Linked DNA regions of Mus musculus: region 2 is linked to region 1. A link is a contact called in public Hi-C data. All regions are on one chromosome and are shown on one strand. Each heading gives the region's core, a stretch centred on a gene start, on an enhancer-like site or on the middle of the called end of the contact. The rest is flanking DNA. Distances are from core to core; before and after follow the strand shown. Region 1 has its middle 31 kb from the start of Tomm5. Region 2 overlaps Frmpd1 (FERM and PDZ domain containing 1).

Evidence for each region. A called contact is a pair of places that touch in the nucleus more often than the background predicts.
Region 2: a contact with region 1 is called in a Hi-C map of the N1E-115 cell line, with 2.1 times the contacts expected there. The contact joins two enhancer-like sites. A contact is called at or near these places in 3 of 484 Hi-C or Micro-C datasets (the G1E-ER4 cell line, the N1E-115 cell line and nephron progenitors), 2 of 115 datasets of contacts at active chromatin or transcription factors (embryonic stem cells and trophoblast stem cells) and 3 of 9 other capture datasets (adipose tissue, liver and pancreatic islet).

The regions. Positions count from the first base shown.
Region 1 is chr4:45,137,423-45,140,122 of GRCm38.p6, forward strand. No RefSeq gene overlaps it. Among named protein-coding and RNA genes, the nearest start is that of Tomm5, 31 kb to the left of the region's middle. Within about 2 kb of position 1,334, at least 15 of the 459 cell types and tissues checked have an H3K27ac peak or open chromatin away from gene starts, as enhancers often do. A contact at or near this core is called in the N1E-115 cell line, where this site is marked.
Region 2 is chr4:45,207,711-45,210,410 of GRCm38.p6, forward strand. The region is part of intron 1 of Frmpd1 (FERM and PDZ domain containing 1); the gene reads left to right. Among named protein-coding and RNA genes, the nearest start is that of Frmpd1, 24 kb to the left of the region's middle. Within about 2 kb of position 1,276, at least 50 of the 459 cell types and tissues checked have an H3K27ac peak or open chromatin away from gene starts, as enhancers often do. A contact at or near this core is called in the N1E-115 cell line, where this site is marked.

The DNA.
Region 1 (2,700 bases), core at 84-2,583:
CTCCTGAAAGTTGTCCCTCTAACCCCCCCCCCCCCCACACACACACACAGACTCAACACACATATACTGGGGTGGGGGCAGTGTTCATGAGCACAAGTAAATAAAATTTAATAAATATCCTTCCTTATATAAAGATCAGACCTCACCCAGAACCCTTGGTCACACTTGGGCAGCCCCTAAACTTTATGCTCTCCTCCAGTCCTTCCTAGAAGTGCTTGCCTGGAGAGACCTAAGGTCACTGGACAGTTGCTCTGTGATGGGTTCCAGAAGACCTCTGACTTTAGAACTCCCCAGGAGGGCCCATTCTTTGCATGCCTTGGAGCCTGGCGTGTTCTGAAATCTTCTCAGCCTGTGGGTGATGCTCCAGATGGTTGAGCTGGCAGGACAGGGTGGGGCCGTCCCAGCCAGCTCCAGGAAGGAAACCAAGTCTGTCCGCACCGACAGCTGCAGCCCAATTAAAATGGCACATGAGGCAACTCAGGCCTCTTCTAAGTAGCCACATAATGGGAGATAATGACAGGCTTGGGCAGGGTTGGCCTGTGACTTGAACTTGGATGACTTAGGTGACAGGGGTCAACCAGCAAGAATCAAACACCTGCAAAGCATAAATTCATACTTTGAAAGTGATTCCTTAATGTGGTTTCTTTTTCACAAACATTTATGAAACCCAGGCAGGAAACAGCACTGTGTATTATGGAAAACAACAGTTGGTCCCTATTGCTGTTTTTCACAGCTGAGGACAATCACCTTACACCTGGATAATTGAGATGGCCCCTCAATAGTCTCCCTGCTGTGTTCCAAGTCACAATCCATGCAAAACAGAGTTGGGCTTGTAAGTCACCCACTTTCTGCTCCCACAGCCCACACAGTAAATGCAGATATACTACCAGCATCAAAACCCCCATTATCCACCAGAATGAGTCTATGTGGGGCTTCCTCGTGTGCTGTCATATCATGGATCCCATACGCCAGCCCTGATGCTCTACCGCAAGCTCCCTCCATCATCAGTCTGACTCCTTCCCTATCTTCTTGCCTTCTTGAGTCTGCTAGGAAGCCTAGTGAAGTTTTATTTAGTCTCTGACTACAGGAACCTTGTTCAATGCTCATCTGGGATGCCACTCTTCCTCTCTGCCTCCTCTGAGGGTTGTACCTGTGCCCACAGCATCCTGCCCTGGACCATCAATCATGCCTTCTGGGCCACAGCTTGCTGTCTGCCTCCCCCAAGGAACTGGTCCTGGAACTGGCTTTGTTTTGTCGTTGGCCTTTCACACAGCTCAGCCTAGCACAGTGCTTACATGAAGTGAATTATACTGAATGGAATGGAGACGATAAGCCCAGCCCAAGGTGACTAATACAGGCTACGATGCCACCAGGGCTACGATGCCACCAGGGCTCTCCAGCACAGATCCAGAATTATAATTGAATTATAATTAAGGTCGGAGTGGGGATAAATTTTATTCCAATCAGGGAAGACTAAGAAAGGCTTCATTTTTCCCTTAGGGAAATGTTTTCTGCACCTCATCTTCTGTCCCTTGTAGCTCCTTCACTTGTAGCTACTGTGCTGTTCATAGCCCAGTATTGCAATCAAATGCTTATGTATGCATGCATACATTTTTATAAATGAGGTATCAATATGTTGTCCAGGTCAGCCTCAAACTCTTGGGATCAACTGATCTTCCTGCCTTAGCCATCTAAGTAGCTAGAATTCCAGGAGAAAGCTGATTACATATTTATTTTACTGATTTATCTACCAGACTAGAGGATCCCTGGGGGAAGGACCAGGCTTTTGTCCCTGTTATGTCCCTAGATCTGGTCTGGTGCAGGGGATGCAACAGGTTCTCAGGAAATGTTTGTGGGAGAGGAAGGAAGGAGAGATGTGTTTCTGCGGGGATGGCAGGTGCAGTCACATCGGCCCTGCCATACTGTCTCATGGGTTAGCTTGCAAGACTGAATGTGTTTGTTGGCTACCCAGCAGGGAGGGGGAAAGCCAGTGCTCCTAGATCCACTTGTCACTTTCATTCCCCACATCCAAGAACGGGCTCTGTGACATATTCCTTAATAAGGAGAGGATGGGGAGGCAGCTGGGTAGCTGGAAAGGAGGGCCATTGCGATTGTGAGTGGCTTCCCTTAAGACTAGGCAAATGCTGCTTAAGCAAAGGGAGTGCTTGGCAAAAAAGACCCCAAAGGCTTCCAGATGAGACTGCAATTCTGCCTTCCTCCCCTTCTGCACAGAGTGGCAGGATGGAAGTAGGACAGTCACTCTGCTTCCAGGTCAGAGCCTGCAACTCCATGGAAGCAGCCGTAGCGCTGACATCACCAGGAGCCAAGTGTGCTAGCAAGTGCACCTGCTAGGTGCTCAGGTGAAGGCATGGGTGCACCTGCTAGGTGCACAGGTGAAGGTAAGGGTGCACCTGCTAGGTGCACAGGTGAAGGCATGGGTGCACCTGCTAGGTACACAGGTGAAGGCAAGGGTGCACCTGCTAAGTGCACAGATGAAGGCATGGGTGCACCTGCTAGGTGCACAGGTGAAGGCAAGGGTGCACCTGCTAAGTGCACAGGTGAAGGCAAGGGTGCACCTGCTAAGTGCAGGTGGAGGCAAGGGTGCACCTGCTAAGTGCACAGGTGAAGGCATGAGTGCACCTGCTAGGTGCACAGGTGAAGGCAAGGGTGCACCTGCTAGGTGCACAGGTGAAGGCAAGG
Region 2 (2,700 bases), core at 26-2,525, 70 kb after region 1:
TTAATCTGCTCGCCGGCAGCCATCTAATGAAGTAGCAGAGCTGAGACAGAAGCCCAGGGCTCACAGGGAGAACCTCACAAATCACTCTAAAAGTTATGGGGTGACAGAGAGTTTTATGCAGGAGAGTGACAGTCAGATTTACATCTTAAGACGATCATTCCATGACATGGGGGTATAGATGAGAGAGAGAGGAACACCAAGGTCAGGGGGCCAGGTGCAGTGGCCCACCTCCGAGGCCATGCCAGCTCGATCATGTGCAGTGGTGGTCTGAGAAGAAGGAGAGGTTTAAGGAGGCCCTTTCACGGGAGCCAGGGAGTGGCTGGATTTTGCTGTTGTTTTTGTTTTGTTTTGTTTTCTGTTTGTTTAAGCGACACTGGAGCTCATACCAGGGCCTCATGCATGCTAAGCCGGCACTAACCACTGGGCTATACCTATGGCCCCCAAACTCGGATGGATGCCCCTAAACTTGGGCTCTGGGCTTGGGAAGTAGAGCGGGCAGGGACTTTTGTTGCTGTTGATGCAGGTGCCAGGGTCCTGTCCCTGTGTGTGCTTGCTAGTGGCTACTTAGGACAGAATAAATCCAACTTCTGACTTTTCTTCCAATCAGAATCTTAAATGGAGGTGGCAGGGCTTTGGGATGTGAATAGACCTGAGAGATGTGGTTATGGGAAGAAGAAGCTCCTGCAGGGGTAGAATTGGGGTACCCTGGGGTGTGTACCTGCTGCTGCTCAGACCAGTGTGCCTTCATTCGGCACATTCTGACTCTCCAGGGAATCTTTGTGCCGTCCCTCCCCAGAGACCTCTCCCATCCTTAGACGAGGTCTCCTTGTGGCACAAACAGACATTAAAGTACACACTCCAAGGATTTACCACCCAAACCGGAAACACCTTACTCGTTAGATCAAATTTGTGTTTCCTGCCTGTCTATGCCCAGTGTAAGGGAGGGTTTGGTTCCTCTATAAGGCAATGGTTTTGCAGATTATAGTTATATAGGTATATAGCCTATAGTTTACAGCCCACATTAAATCAAAGTGCTGGTATTGAGAGTAGTTTCTGGAATGCTCCGTGATTTCTGGTTAGTAGTATTTATTTAACAGTTCAGTGACAAGGGGTGCAGCGGCTTGGTTACTCGGCTACCGTCTGCCAGTCATTCTGGTTTTCTTTCCTACAGTGCCTGGCAGGCCTTTAGTTACACGCCCCTTCCCTTCTCCCCATGGGCAAAGCTGGGCACTGCTGAGGCTAGGGGCAGGGCCAAGTGCTTCACAAGGGCTGGCATTCTGTATTTCTGAGTCTTGTGGTGGGGGGGGGTGGAATCCGTGAACCCCACTAGCATCCCTCTACAGCTGACGGTGCCGCTCCTAACGGCTGCCGACACCCAACAGCTGACCCGATTCCCTGAATCGGTCCCTGTAAACAGTGCAGCTCTACAAGAGGGAGGTTTCCGGGCAGAATACTTAATTAGGGCTTAATTAAGACAACTGGAGTAACCCTTTGACCTGAAACTTGCACGGGGTCCTGATTGGCAGATGGCACCTGGCACTCTTGGCTGTCTGACAGCAATCAGGCCTCAAGCAGAAATGAGCCCATGCTGGCCCTGAAGGAGGTGCTTCTTAGACTCCTCATCAGAATGTGTTCTGCTGCACCCTTTTTCTTAAGGACCCCACACTCTGAACTGTATTGGCTAAGAGTGTGTTTCACCTTCTCCAGAACAGAAGGACTTCTAAGGCAGGGGCCATGACTAGGTAACCTGGGTCCCCACTATCATACCCAGCATGGGTGAAAGAGTGGCTAGACATTGGTGGGACGGTCACACTGGCTTAGAGGCCTCCCCCCTTCAGCTAGAGATGGTTGAAAACTAGAGTCTGAACCCCAGGGTGTGGACTCAAAAATAAAGAGTTAAAGCTATGGCCAGTACCTCATCTGTGGGAAGGTATGGACTTCAGACAAGGAACCTCGGGGTAGAACAAAACCTTGGTGTCACAGGCCATGGGTCACAGGCCTGAAAAGCATGCCTTGGGCCTGGCTCTGGAAGCCATTGTTGATATACTGTGCTGTGATTGTGGCTGGCTTTGATCTGGTAGGACTGGGAGCCCACCCCACTTCCTAGACAGACCCCTGGAGTCACAGCTCAGTCCACTAGAGTGATGAGCCACTGCTCTGGGAGCCCTCAGTCTAAATTTCCCAAGCAGTTGTGGATTTTGGTTTTGGCGCTCATGGTATCAGATGTGCCCAGAGGGTTTTGGAAATTTGCTGGTGCCCCAGTGACATGATAAATCATTTCACGGTAAAAACTCAGATCTAGATCTTAGTCCACGTGCTACAATATGGTCAGATTTTTCCCAGGTGGTGGTCAATAGTTTTTCTACTAATGAGAATGAAGATATTCATACTAACCAATGTGTCTGTGGAAAAGGAAAAGAATCTTTCTACTGAGTGCCTGGGACACCAGACACCACAGGCTCTAAAGACCTCTGTGCTCAGACGGTCCCTGCAGACGTTCAGCCCTGCTCCTGGGCACTTGTGCACCCGCATAGCATTGAGCATCCCCAGTGGTGGTGCTAACCTAGAGTCCATCTGTGGAGTCCATACAGGATGGGGTTTGTTCCCTCCCTTGTACATACATCTGACCTAGTCAGTTGCATACTTCTTGAAATAGTAAAATGCTCAACATAAAATCTACTTTTTATTTTTGGGAGTCGG